Linked DNA regions of Mus musculus: region 1 is linked to region 2. A link is a contact called in public HiChIP or PLAC-seq data. All regions are on one chromosome and are shown on one strand. Each heading gives the region's core, a stretch centred on a gene start, on an enhancer-like site or on the middle of the called end of the contact. The rest is flanking DNA. Distances are from core to core; before and after follow the strand shown. Region 1 overlaps Runx2 (runt related transcription factor 2). Region 2 has its middle 130 kb from the start of Runx2os3.

Region 1 (7,678 bases), core at 1,426-3,925, 220 kb after region 2:
AAACACAGTGCCACCAATGGAAAACAGAATGACTTCCAATGGAGTGGCTGTTTTTGAGTTGGTGGCCTCACCTCTTTTAGGCTCCATGGTGCCTCTGGGTAATAGGGACACATTGGCTTGCTTCCCTCTCCAAATCCATACTGGTGGACCCAGCAGCCACTCTGTCTGAGCCTCTCTTGGGTTCCCCGTCAGTCACATTCACAGCTACCCCCATCCGACCCATGCCCACATCTCCTCCTGGCTTGTCTCCCCTCCCAGAACTATGTGGTCACTTGGCATTTGAAGAGAATAGCAATTTGAGACACACACTACTCAGCTGTCCTGTCCTACTTCTGAGAGGATTATGCTGATAAACGCTTCAGGACAAGCAACAGTGGACTGAGCCTAGGTCAGCCAAGCGTGCATAGGTTAATCCCACTAGCATAGTTGGCTAGAGATCCTCTTAGTTTCTAAAGGAGCTTTATTCCCCCCGAGGGACTACAGAATCAGATTGAAGTGGAGGATGATGACCTAACCCTTATCGAGGTAACTGCTCGTGCAATTTATATGGCCTTGGACTATCTGGTAAATCATTCCACCTAGTTATGATTTTTAAAATTATTGTTATAAACACATGCTTTATAGAACTACACTTTAATCATTAACAATGATTTTGCTGCATACTAAAGTATGAGCTAGATACTCCTCATGTATCTCTTTTAGGAGACCATCTTCCCTGGGGTTCCTAAATAATACCCAGTGGAAAGCAGAAAATGGAAGTGGTCACACATGACACGTGTTCACTTCGATGGTTAATGACATGTTCAACCTGATAGAGGTACAGGTGGCTGCCTCCTAAAAATTTGACACTCAGAAACAACGACTGTAACAATGGAGTCGACTTCAGCCACCTACATCTATTTGCAGAACATCTTAAGGCATCAATAAACACTTTAAAGTACAGATCAGAAACTCCAGAAGTAGCCCTTTAAGAAGTGTGTCTTCTCTAGCACACAGGACAGTATTCAATTTGGCCCTGGAACTATGCGGATGTTTCTTAAATCTTTTATTTAATAGTCAGGAGTTGTACGTAGGATCCTGGGAGAGCTACTTTATTTTTCTGGCCCTCGGTTGCCACAACAATACTGCCTACCTAAAAGCCCCATTGTGAAGGATTGTGACTTAACCTCATTGGAACAGTGCCTGGCTCGTGATATGCAACAATAAATGATAGCTAATAAGAATCCAATCAAATAGAAACTACAAAGACTAAGTCCAGGATAATATTCCATCATACTTCCTGAAGAAATCAATGACCTATTTATTCATTTATCACCAAGCCCTAGGCATTACTGAAGACAATAGGGACACAACGATGAATATAACATGGCCTCAGAGTTTGAAAAATGGAAAATCTGATGCAAGAGACAATGTGTGGTCAAGTCGTTGTCCCCACATGGAACGTGATGTAATGGAGTGTTGCACAAGGTGGCAAGGGAGCCTGACTCAGTGAGTGGACCAGAAGAGGCCTGGCAGAGGCATGGCAATTGGCCCAAGTCTGGAAAAAAGAATGTCTGGGGGAAAACAATAAACAGAAGGATATGCCAGGAAAAAGTAGGGATATGGTGGCATATTACTAAAGAGACTGTGAGTGAACTGTCAGATGAGCGGCACGCACATTCCACGAGGAGAAAGCCACTGTAAAGGATACAATGGCCCATCTAGTAGATACCCAAGAATCTAGTCCTGCCTGAGGGTCTACTGAAAATGGAAGTCATACCAGAAACAAACAAACACTATCCTAAATACTTCCAGCATCTACATTCATGGAAAATTAATTTTCATTTAGTATTTAACTAACAACTCATACCCTTCTCCAAGTCTTCCCCCACACCATAAAATGATATCCCTGTTCTCCAGCTGCCCAGGTAAAAAAGCTCCAAGTTCTACACTCCCTGTAGTGTCATTAGATCAGCCCCTGGAGCAGCACCTTGACCATAAGCCTGCTTCTACCGTTGGCCCATGGGATGCATGCACCCTATACAGAGCACCCGAAGGTGGCATGTAAACATGTCGGTGATTAGAGAACACCCATCCCTTGGTTCCTATCCTTCAGTGGCCCCATCCTCTGAGGTCCTCCATAGCTTTGCCACGGCCTGCTTTTCTGAGTCTGCTCATTCTCAAGAGTCCTCCCACCTGCATGAGTCCTCCCACTGCTTACGTGCTGCTCCTCACAGGCCTGTCTCCAAAGATTCCTTCCCCAACTTTACAATCGAAATTAGTTGCTTCCCTTCCTCCTAAGTTGCTCTCTGTACTAAGTGCTTCATTTTCTGCTCCTGGACACTTATTTTGAAACGATGTCATGTGTACTCGTTCTACTCCTTTATTGGCTGTAAATGTCACTGAAATGTAAGCTAATGAGAGAGGACCAGGCCCTCTTATAAAAACATATTTGCACAGAAGATTACATGAAGTAGACTGCAGATATAAAACACTGCATTTTCAAAATTTCATAAAAGCCATTGCAAAAACTGCATCTATTTGATTCACTTACAACAGTGCCTAGCAAAACATTAAGCCTCAATTGACTTCCTGCATAAATGATTAAGAGAAAAATATCAGTATATACTGTCCTTCCAGTGATGAGATCAAAATTCCATCCCACAGAGCCCAAGGGCATGAATCACCAGAATTACTTTTACGTACAACTGTGTCATACAGAGAATTTACAGTGGCAGCTGTCATGAGAAGCGCCTCCTAGCATGGCATCTTCAACCTCCAAAACCATTGCCACATGCTGAGTCAAAGGGGGTTGGCATTTGCAACAGGCTAGGTGTTTCCTGGTGCCAAGAGACAGGCAGCAGATGTCAGAATGATAAAAAAGAGTTGGGGAGGAGGCAACTTCCTCAGGAAGCTGTGGGGAGGCCCTGGTCCCTCAGGCAGAAAGAACATGAGCCATCAAAGACATCAACAGAGCGGCACCACCGGCCTGGCACAGCAGAGAAGCCAGCCCACCATATGGCTGGAACCTTTGGCCCTAGGAACTGCAAGAGACATTAGAAAAGGCTAATTATGAACCACTAAGCACTAACTATTTCCTTGAACTTCATTTTGCTGTGCTGGGACTCTGAAGAAGTCATCTGCCTTTGATGTTGGGCAAGACGAAGAACTTCAGATGCGCATACAACCATGACCACTGTGTGCTGTGAGGGGGTAAACACCTCAAGAGAACCAAGCTAACAAGAGAGAATCAGGCTCTGTGACAAACATCCTTGAACAGAGAATTACATGAACTAGAATGCCGATAGGAAATGCCAAGAAGTTACCACTCTAGGCAAGTCTCAAGAATGTGAGTTCTGCAGCTCCTTCTAGTATGAAACCAACTGGTTTAACAGCAGAGAATTATATAGAAATGTGGTTTCTGCCATAGTTCACTTTCAGGAAACAAGAATGGCCTGGATAAGAAATTAGAAAGCACGGTCCATGCTAACAAGAAAATCATGATACAGTTCTGCTGTTTTTGCACCTATTTCTTCTCTATTGGATTCTCATCAAGTCTACATTTAGTGAGACTCTTTGCTTCAGAGAAGTCCACACCAGCCAATGGAGAAAAACAGATACACAGAAGCTGAGAAACAGTGGCATTCCCACAAATGCTCAGAGAATGGAAAGGAGCTTTTGGAGAAAGGCTCTTCCCAGGAAGATAATGAAGAGATCTGGGGAGGAATTCCACCTCCTCAGTAGACTGACTACTATGAAAAGCATGGTGCGTGAGGGCCAAGATCCAAATGAGCCTCTTTGGCTAGAGTAGATGAAGAAAAGCACTTTTCCCTGCTCTCTGCCCTGCCAAAGATGGGCTCTCTGCATGTGCTGGGATCAAAAGCACACTTAGTAAATAAACAAGAAGGTGAATCCTGAGATTCACCCATGATGTAGCTACTGTCCTGGGTGTTCCTGGATTTCCTGCTTGTCTAGTTTCAAAGACTCGGCATACCCTTTACTACTTGCAGGCATCTTTGTCCCCGCATCCTCGCAACAACATGAGGACATTTAAAGAACATCCACACAACCAAGAGCAGAGCATGTCCAGATACACCTGTACACCTTTGCTTTGGGAGGCTGGAGAAAAAGCTATCATGACCAAAAGAGGACAATGAAGAAAACTGTGAAAACAACTGATCCTTAATTGGCCCACCAATACCAAAGCCCCCCATGTGAAGGACCAGTATCTTATAAGACAGACTTCTAGGATGCTATCAATACCTGTGGAATGCCATAATTTCATTTTAAGAAATGGACCCAGGGAATATTAGCTGTCCTGCTGCTTCTAACATGCCAAGCAACTGCGAGCAAGGAGCTCAACCTTCCTGACCCTCTCAAGAGGGATGGTAGTGGAGAGATACTGCTGCCAACTGGAGGTGAACCTATTCTGCAGAAGGGGAGGTCAAACTCCTGATCTTCGCAGATGCTCTGCCCCCCCATAAGTCCCTGCTTTCTCAGAAGCTTACTCACACGTCTGCATGCAGGGATGCTGTTAAAGGTAGCCCCTCCCCCACTGCCTTTCCAATGTCTGGCTCAAGGATGTCTAAAGTACCTTTAGGTTCTCGGCTTTCTTGTTGTTGTTTGTTTTGTTTTGTTTGTTTGTTTGAGGCGGGGTTTCTCTGTATAGGTTTCTCTGTTCCAGGGCTGTCCTGGAACTCACTTTGTAGACCAGGTTGGTCTCGAACTCAGAAATCCGCCTGCCTATGCCTCCCAAGTGTTGGGATTAAAGGCGTGCGCCACCACTGCCTGGCTTACAGAGCTCTCCTGTGACTTTACTCATAGATTTAGGCCTCTTAAGTGGATCAAGCATCAGCCAGGTTCAAAGGGCCATTTTAAAGTCCCATAGTCCCATAGGAGGCTAGAAAGAATGAAGAGCAATGAAGCTCAGCAATAAAGAGCTCTTGTTGCTCTTATAGAGGATCCAGCACCCATAAGCTCTAGTTCCTGGGGATCTGATGCCCTCTTCTAGACTCTGAGAGCACCACATACATGCACTACACATTCATACATGCAGGCAAACACTCATGCACATTAAAGCAAGCAACATACTAAAACCATTAGTTGTCAATATGTTAACAAATAGTTAAAGATTAGAACATAGAAATGAAAAACTTAAGTAGCCTAGTAGTTACCAAATCATATGATGTATATATGCATATAAAAGTAATCATGACTGTAAATAATATAGAAACACATACCCTCCTCTCTCTCTCTCTCTCTCTCTCTCTCTCTCTCTCTCTCTCTCTCTCACACACACACACACACACACACACAAACACATGCACACATACAGACAGACTGAGAATTTTTATAAGATGGCTATTTTGAATCTTGATCAACTGAAGTCCAGTACTTTAAAGTTATAACATCCACAGGCTAGTGTGAACCTCACCCTTGCACTTTTATCATGAGCACATCTAGCACACATTTTTTAGCCATTTGCTTCATGAATGCTGTTTAAAGTTTCAGACAGGTTAAAATATGGTCCTCTCACAGAGTACTAACATTCTTCCAGTATACTGAGACATATTATTTTTTATTTTATTTTTTTTACAATTCCAAATTACTTTTTATGCAACTGCATTCATTTACTAAACAAACCCAAAGAAAGAAAAGGCTACTCTTAGGAAATATCCAAGAATACATTTGCAGAGCATGGGCAGGAGACCGAAAAGAGGTGGGTCAGAAACATTTCTGTTTTGAGACCGTTATGCATACTTAAGTATAGCCACTACAGAAGAAAACCTAGCCATCAAAAAAATGCACATTTAGGGTTTATTGCATGTTTTGTTTTGACTTGTTTTCTCATTAGTCTACTCTGCCTCTAGCAAGGACAACAAGAAGATGAAGTAATATTCTTTGACCTCTTGATATTTTTGACATGCAGATTAAAGATCTGCCACGATCCACACATTCTTGTCAACGGGACCTCAAAGCAATCAAACTGATCCTAAAGTAAGGTCTGTATTTGTACCAGTTGGGTAGAAAACCAAAAAGAGCTGGGATCTTAATGCATCATAGCCAGTTATGACCTGATGCTGGTGTTAAGAAGAAACAAAGTGACCTGCGCACTGAAACATATAAGCAGAAATGCAGTGTGGAGAACCGGAGCTAATTATGAATCCAAAATGGGTTCTGTCTGCCTGAAGAACTATTCACTGACCCTGCCTCTAACTACCAATCAAGGCTTCCTGTTAGCCCTTGGCTATTTTTGAAGCAAACTAAATGAAACTGTTATATGTGTAAGAAATTTACACTCAAATCCGAGTCGGCAACACTAATCTTCCAATGGTCAGGGTGTGATGCTGTCCCCTGCACCAGCTGGATACAATATAGAATTTATATCACACATTCTCCCACAGCACAGCTCTTCCCACCCCGCCACAGTGTACACGACACAGCTGTAAAGCCCAACATTAGCAGAAACCTTCATTTTCATCCCCAAGTTATCAAATGTCAAAACGGTCTTAATAAAAGGAAGAAATCAGTATCTTCGCATCTTAAGTTTTTCACGAGCCGATCGCAGCTCTGGAAGTCACGAAATGAACACATCTTATCTGGTAGCCCCTCACCCCCAGCCTGCCAGACTCCAAGTGAAACCTATGCGTCTGTCTTACCTGTAATCTGACTCTGTCCTTGTGGATTAAAAGGACTTGGTGCAGAGTTCAGGGAGGGCCGTGGGTTCTGAGGCGGGACACCTACTCTCATACTGGGATGAGGAATGCGCCCTAAATCACTGAGGCGATCAGAGAACAAACTAGGTTTAGAGTCATCAAGCTTCTGTCTGTGCCCTGGAAACAGCAAATCATAAAATAAAAGCACATTAATTAGCTGAACAATTGATCGTGCTATATAGATATGTGTAACATACATACTGGGTGGTTTAAGCCAAGGAATTATCAACACTGATATTTATTATGATCCGTCTATGCAAGCTGCTCTTCAAGCATCGTAGGGTGACAGACCTTCCTAATTCTATCTGTATGCGGGGACTGAGGGTCCCAAGAGTGACCTGAATCAAGGGTTCAAGAGGAACTCTCGGGGTGCCTCCTCTAGCCCTGCAATAAGAGGATGGGAAGACTGAGTGCTCTGGGGAATCCCTTCTCGCTTCACAATGGGGAGCCCCGTCTGAAAGCTCAGGGAGTCAGCTACATTCTCACAAACCCAGGGCAGGAACACGGGCAAACGCTTTTTGGAAGGCAGATTTCCATAGTGTCTCTAGTGATCTGTTTTCTTTTTGTGGTGCAGCTAGCTACTTATTCCTTGCTGAAAAGTTAAAACTCAAAAAAGGGAAACAGAAAGGAAGAAGGAAGGCAAAAGGAAAAGGGGCAGAAAATGGGGGGGGGAGATAGAAGGGAGGGAGAAACATAAAAAGAAAAGAAATACAAATACAAATACAAAGAAAGTCAGAAAAGAAATCTGACAAAGAAAATCAGATTTTCAAAACGGACAGATCTGGGGATTTTGAGATGTGCTAAAGCCCAAACGCGTATAATACACCCCATTAAATCACATAGAATATGTTTTCTTTTAAATCTACCACTGTAGCTTTATGCAAGAAAGTGGAAAGTGGTGTTGGGCCAAATAGGTGACTGTGAATGTGGTCACCCATTATGAGAGGGAGGGAGAGAGGGAGAGAAAGACGGGGGGGGGGGGG
Region 2 (6,979 bases), core at 2,163-4,662:
GGAAAGAGGAGCAGGTGCCAAGCAGGGCCACCAGGAAATCTGATCGCCCAAAGAATGAATTTCCAGGACACCGGAAGTTGGACGCCAGGAAATCTTTACGTCAGTCTAACGTCTTGAGTAGAGCTATGGACATCTTTTACAATAGACTGTAACCAAATCAAGAGGCTTCAGGGAGTAACTTTCCTGATATGTGTCTACTTCCTTATTAAAGGGCCGGAAGATAGGTCCGTGAAGAAAGATTTTCTTCAATCCCTTGCTTAGTGAGCCTTCATCTTAATTAAGTCTGGGAACTGTCTAGTCATCGTGGGCTGCGATTTACATGCCAAGCAAGTAGATGAAAAACTTTCCATTTAATTTGTATTTTCTAACCCAGAAAATACAATATTGACTGTAAATAATGAAAACAGGCACCGTCTGGTGAGCTACGCCTTGGTATAATCAAATCACCGCTGGGGTGATTTGTCTGGAGGGCAAGGCAGTTACGGAACATCAGAAGTCCTTGAGAAAACACTGAGTTTTAACCCAGAGCCCACAGAAGTGGAACAAAGATAAGCCTCCTACCAGGAGGTCTGGGTTTCGGGTTTTGGTGTTTGTTTGGTGTGATTTCTTTTTTCTCTTTTCTTTTTCTTTTCACTTACCCCAGTCATCTAACACAGTGATGTCAAACTCTGATTGTGTGAATTTATGTTCACATATATTCACAATGTATGTTTCACTTCTATACCAATAATGGACATTAATAGTCGACCCTGACTCTCCTTCTCCTTGACACTGGACTGCTTCAGAACTTTCTGGAATGCCGTGTTTGAAGAACCTACTAGGTAGCATTCAGAATAAAATAAAATTGGCATCCCGTATCTGTGGTGTATTGTGGGCGTTTTTCAGTTCGTACAGGATGATGAATGAGTAAATTTGATTGACAGGATGAGTAGGTAGCTGGTTCTACAGTGACTCTACCGTCCCTAGGTGGCAGATCACACCGGGAACCACAAAGAAACCTGCATAAGGATGGACTGGAACTGCTCCTGTCTTGGTGGCGAAACATCTCTAACATTTACTTGGACCTTTTAGGTTGGGGGAGGGGGCAGTTACCGCATCTCCCAAGACTCAGTGATGGGAGGAGACGATGGACCACTTTACTGCAACTGTCCACAGGCATGGAGCTCTGTAATGGAACCTTCGTGGTCTAGCCAATAAATCTTAATTTCTTCCGAGATCTCAGTTGGATATAAAGGAGGAAATGGATGCCCTCAATGAAGGTGTTTATGGGTTTAGTGGTAGGATTATTGCAAACACAGCTCAGGACTGTCAGACCAGAATGCGAAGGGAGTCTTCACCACCTCTGGGCCTGACAGGAGCTACAGGCTCAGTGGAGGCATTCGGTCAATCTGTAATGATGGTTTATTCCGATCACCTCAATGGGTTGTGTTCAAAGGGGAGACAAGGAATTAGAGCCCATAGGCACAGACCATAGAGACCCTGTGGATACAGGTCACAGGGTCATATAGAGCCCATGTACACAGAGGAGCAATGAACACAGGTCATAGAAGGTCCTTAGACACAGAGCACAGAGGACCTATAGATACAAGTCACAGAAGGCACCCTGGGCACAGATTGCAGAGATCCTATTACAAAGGTCATTGAGGGTTCATGGGCATGGGTCATAGACAGCCCGGTGGGCACAGATCATTGAGAACCTTTGAGTGCAAATCACAAAGTGCCCATGGACACAGGTATAGAGAGCCCATGAGCATAGGTCATAAGGATCCTAGAAACACAGGTGACACTTGCTGTTCTGGAGCCCAGCCCAGGTGAGCATGGAGTGTGCATCTAGAGAGGCATAGAGGCCCCCAACATGAAAATGAATAGCAATGTTAAAGGGCCCCTCATTCCTCTGCACCCTGAAGGCCAGATAGTGAGCAAGACACATAGATGGGGGCTCATAGGAAGCCTATGGTCTACTGAAAATACCGACCTGATTGGTTCACGGGTTAAAGTAAGATGACGTGTCATGTAAGAGACCCAAAGCTGCTAGGGTTTTACTGGTATTGTTTCTGTTACATTCCCCTAAACTGAAAAGTGAGCCACCGCCAACAGATAGCACGGATGCTGGGAGAGAGCACTTTTCCTAATTGGCTGTTTATTCTTTTACCAGAAACCAGGCACTGCTTGCCTCTCATCTTCTATCATGCACTCCCTTCCAAAGTTATTCTCTCTTTGATAGTTTGAGAAAACAGACTTTTGGTTTTGGAACGGGTGCCTTGTTTAATCCTGGTTTTTGCAATCGTGGTAAATCAGAGAGAAGGATATGTCCAGTGGGCAACACAAGAATGTTTTATTTGTGCAAGAAAATGAAAATAAGAGTTTTGGGTTTTTTTGTTTTGTTTTGTTTTGCTTTGCTTTGTTTTGCTTTGCTTTTTGGTTTGTTTTGAGTTGTAGGAATTGAGGTTGCTGGTGCTTTGCTGTTTAACATCTCAAGATGTGTTTTACTTCCAATCTGTTCTGGACTTTATCCAACAAGAACAATGACATTTCTATTAACTAGTACTATTTTAAAGCCGGTTGCCCTACAGGATCTTCCTTAAAGATGGTTTAAAAAAAAGAAGAAGAAGAAGAAGAAGAAGAAGAAGAAGAAGAAGGAGGCATGCTTTGACCAGGAGTTTGAAGTCTGCCTTTATGGGAGGGGGGGGAGGATGCGGGGAGAGGGCAGCGAGATGATAGGGTGTTGGGGAAACTGGAAGAGAGACTCTTTATTCTGGAGTGTTTATTACCAGGACATCCAGTCCTGATCCCAGAATTGACAAAGCCCTGTGTTAACTTAGGAAAATGGAGAAGAGCTGGCTAGACTTCAGAAAAGCATGCAAACAAATTTACAATATGATAGGTTCACGATATTAAATTAAGTATATAGCAATCACAAATCTTTCAACACATTCTGGAGCAATGAAAAAAGACAGAGAGAGAGAGAGAGAAAGAGGCAGAAAAGAGAGGGGAGAAAATGAAAGACCCCCCCCCCAAACCAGCTGAGCCAGTAGTTAAAGCCTTTTTAATTTAACAGACCCCATTTTTTATGGTCTCCAGGACATGCTGCTGGCTTTTTGAGCTGTCACATGATCGCTTATCCAGATGTGAGGGTGGATATCTGGGACAGGACCAGCCAGAAACCGCAGCCCTTTCCTCCAGCTTGTAGCTTGTTACTGTAACTCAACCGTACTCTGCCGGCTACAGAAGCCCTGCATTAATATGTGGTACAACAACAATAACACAGGAGGGGATAAAGTTAACCAAACACTCACAGGAATCTGGAAAAGAGGGGGGGGGGGAAGCTGGGCCAGGGCAGGAGGGAAACAGGGAGGAGAGCCAACTCAGGTTTGTTTGTCAGCTCCACACAACACTGAAAATGAAACCTCCAAGTGTGTGGTGGTCTGAAAACTTCCCCTTTTCTCACCTACTGTGAACAGCTTTTACCCAGGGACAAGACTTCCTGCAGCTTTCTTCAGGAAATTAGCAAATGCCTCTGTTTGGAACTTCAGGTTGCAGGAACCCACAGCAAAGCCAGAAAGGGCCTCAAGAACCACAGAGTGCAGGGCTTCTCCTTCAAAAGAAATTTCTGGAAGCCCAGACCTGGACCACAGAGGGGACAGGAGAGGGAGGGTAAAGAAGCAACTGCTTTCTAGCCTCCCTTTGCACCTTTGCCAGTGACCTTTAGGAGACTCTTTCCCCAAGCTGCCCAGACAGCCTCCAGCAACCCATTAAATTCATTAAGCCTTGAATTTTTTTTTCCATGTGTGAAGTGGCAATGATACAGCCTGCCTAGAGGAGATGCATCCAGGATTAGAGAAAGCCCTGGCCTAATACCTGATCCAAATACTTTCATTTGTTTCTGAATTCATAAACACTGAAAAACCACCTACTATGTGCCACACATTATAGGGCCAGAATTCCTGAAAGTAGGAACTGTACATACAAACAGGGAGTGTCACATGATGACATGATGAATATGTAAACAGGTCAGTGTACACAAAGATGGGCACTACCATGAAAAGGGAAAGAGGAGCAGATCTGCTGGGGAGCCAGGGATATTTGGGGATTAGTATCAAGCATCAAGTATCTCTTGAAAGGTCTCTTTGAAAGACAGCAAGGTTCTGGCTCAGTGGGTGAAGATACTTGCCACCCAGTTTGATGACACGAGTCTCATCCCTCAACAACCATATGGCAGAAGGAGAAAACTGACTACTACAAGTTGTCTTCTGACTTCCACATGCGCACCATGGCACCAAGGCATGTCCTAGGTCACAAAGGAAACCCGTCGGCTCAGATAATTGGTCTGCCCTATGTCTACCCTTGCTGTTGAACCTGACTGGCTCATCAAAATCAATGCTGTGGAATATCTCAGATACGCCTCGCTAGAGATCTCACTCTTCTGCCCAAGGATTGTTTCTGAGGCTTGGTGAGTGTAGTGGTTGAAACTGAGACAACTCTTGGGCCTGTGTCCGTGTGGGAGAGTTCAGATTAGGTTAGTTGAGGTAGGATGCCCCATGATCAGTGCCATCGATGGACTGAGGTTCTAGGTTGAACAAAAAACGATTAAGAGAGTGGAGCAAGCATTCAGATCTCTCTGCTTCCTGCCTAGGAATGCAGTGTGAGCGGTCAGTTTACACTTGTACTGCCATGGGGATGCCATGATTGACTGAACCCTCAAACCACAAGCCAAAATAAACCAACCCTTCCTTCCTTAGCTCTCATTTTGTCTAATATTTTTGCCACAGCAGCAAGGAAAATACCTAAGGCATAGGGCCTGGGACTCATCTCTAACCATTCGGTGAGCCAGGAGCATCGAGCAAATTTCACATGGCTAGTTGGCTGATGGGTTTCCTCCAGCCCATAAAATGAGGAGTTAAGGCAAGTAAGCTCTGTATTTCACACCACTGTGACTCTCACCGAAGGGGCCCACTTGACAGGTAAGAGTGACACATTTATTAATGGTGGGGTTTGTGCTCTTCCTGTCTTGGCTTAGACCCTCACAGTGCCCCGCAGCAGACCCCAGACTGACTTCTTTCCCCAGGTCCCCTGAGCCTGTTGCATATTGAGGAGCCTTTCCCCTCTCCCCTTGAGTGTCAATCCTCCCAAGGCCCTGTGCTCTCCTCGGCTTGCCTTCAGAGCCAGTGCTGAGAAGAGAGATTTATTTCTTCTACTTTCTGTGGAGAGAGCTTCACAGAAGATGTATTGTTCCCAGCTAGATTTTCATCAATGCTGTGGAAGAGGCAGGAAATCTCCTCCCCAGAAATAATGTCAAATGTCTTAGAAGTCATTGACTGAAAACGCATTAAAGAGAAACCTATAACGGGTTCACTTAAGTATCACGCAGGGTATCTATATTTTACATGGAAATGTGACGTGATGCCTACACACATGTTAAGGTAAGTTATCTCAGGGTCAGATGGGCATTTGTAGTAGGATTTCTCTCTCTCCCCCATAATGCACCATGAATTATGCTGCTATTGGTATAACAAGGGTCATAACCAAGAAGAAATAGCTGCCCCGCTGAGGTTTTTCTTTTATACTGAAAATATTCAGATGGGACATGCAACACACGGCTCTTCACTCCCAGCCTCAACTACAGTCATCGAGTTCAGCTTAACATGTTTTTCTTCAGTTTAAGATGAACCAAGAGTCCCCTGACTGTGGTCTCTCCGTTCGATTGGTACCCATAGAACATCTTCTTCTACAAGTATTCTCACATCCACTGTGCTAAGTTCATCTTTACAAACAGAAAGACCCCACTTAGAAATATGAAATTTCACTGGGCATAGAGAGGTGTCAGGGGTCAGGAGACTAAGGCAGCAGGGGCAGCTTGAGCTCAAGGCTAACCTGTGCTACAGTGTGGGACTCTATCTCAAAAAAAAACAAACAAACAAAACAAAACAAAACAAAACAAACCCCCTCAAACAGAAATGGGGTGGGGAAATGGGGGAAGGCAGGGGAGAAGGAGAATTTGTAGAAAGGTCATGCTCCAGTCTTCCCGCTCTTCATTTCTCTAAGATGTAATCTGATCAGCCATTTATTTTATGGGCATATTGGCACATTCTCAACTAGTCTAATAATTAAAAAACATGACCATCTTCAGCTCTGACACTGGTACGTTCAAGTAGCTTCTCTATATTTCTGGGCTCTGCTCGTTCTCCCTGGCTGGTTGTCCAGCTGGTTTTGATCATCTCTTCTCTTGGGGAGAGACAGCACGAGGGAGGCAGAGATGAGGGTCTGATTCCTTTCTAGAGGTTGAGCTTGGACCTGTCCGTGAGTTCCAGAACCGTTGTTGTTGTTGTCACTTTCGAGACAGTGAGTTGTTATGACACACGTGGTGGGAAGCAGTTCTGCAAACAGATGGTATTTAATAGTTGCACACGTGTCACTGTCACCCTGCACATCCCCTTTTCACCCATAGCTGATGGAGGAGTTCAGTGATGGAAATCCATTCACAGGGAATACTGGTCCCTTAGAGAATTATTCTAGGCCACTCATGTGGCTCATGGGAAACCAGTTTATGCATTCAGCAGGCCTTCTGTGTTCTCTTCCATTCTGTTCTCTTTCTTTTAGGTATTTGGGGCTTCCTTCCTCTGTTGGAGTTATAGCAGGAGCAATTTTGAGGCAACCATTCCATGAAGACTTTCAACTCACATCCCACTATCACCTACTGGTTTTCCTCAAATAAGTGACTTGCTCCCATCATTTCTCAGGATCACATCCATGTCTAGTCTTGGAATGGCCACATTTGAGTCAGGTTTTAGGCCTTTTCACGGGAGCAGAGAGACTCTTAAGGCAAGGCAAGGAAGGAAGCAGACATTTTCCTTCCCACCCCAGAGCCCTTCCAGTTATGTGTCTCCTAGGAGTTTCCCCAGCTCTTTGTGCAGGGCCTTATATCCTCATTGAAACAAGCCTCCTGCTTGACCCCATATGTCTAACCCAGGGGTCAGCCCCC

Evidence for each region. HiChIP or PLAC-seq counts read pairs in DNA pulled down with a chosen protein or histone mark.
Region 1: a BATF HiChIP or PLAC-seq map of CD8 T cells shows a contact between it and region 2, with 5 read pairs. The contact joins two enhancer-like sites. A contact is called at or near these places in 1 of 484 Hi-C or Micro-C datasets (the HPC-7 cell line) and 2 of 115 datasets of contacts at active chromatin or transcription factors (CD8 T cells and bone marrow-derived macrophages).

The regions. Positions count from the first base shown.
Region 1 is chr17:44,651,881-44,659,558 of GRCm38.p6, forward strand. Runx2 (runt related transcription factor 2) reads right to left here. Exons shown (of 7, transcript NM_001145920.2): 4 at 6,639-6,812. Among named protein-coding and RNA genes, the nearest start is that of Runx2, 81 kb to the right of the region's middle. Within about 2 kb of position 2,676, at least 94 of the 459 cell types and tissues checked have an H3K27ac peak or open chromatin away from gene starts, as enhancers often do. A contact at or near this core is called in CD8 T cells, the HPC-7 cell line and bone marrow-derived macrophages, where this site is marked.
Region 2 is chr17:44,429,544-44,436,522 of GRCm38.p6, forward strand. No RefSeq gene overlaps it. Among named protein-coding and RNA genes, the nearest start is that of Runx2os3, 130 kb to the right of the region's middle. Within about 2 kb of position 3,413, at least 93 of the 459 cell types and tissues checked have an H3K27ac peak or open chromatin away from gene starts, as enhancers often do. A contact at or near this core is called in CD8 T cells, the HPC-7 cell line and bone marrow-derived macrophages, where this site is marked.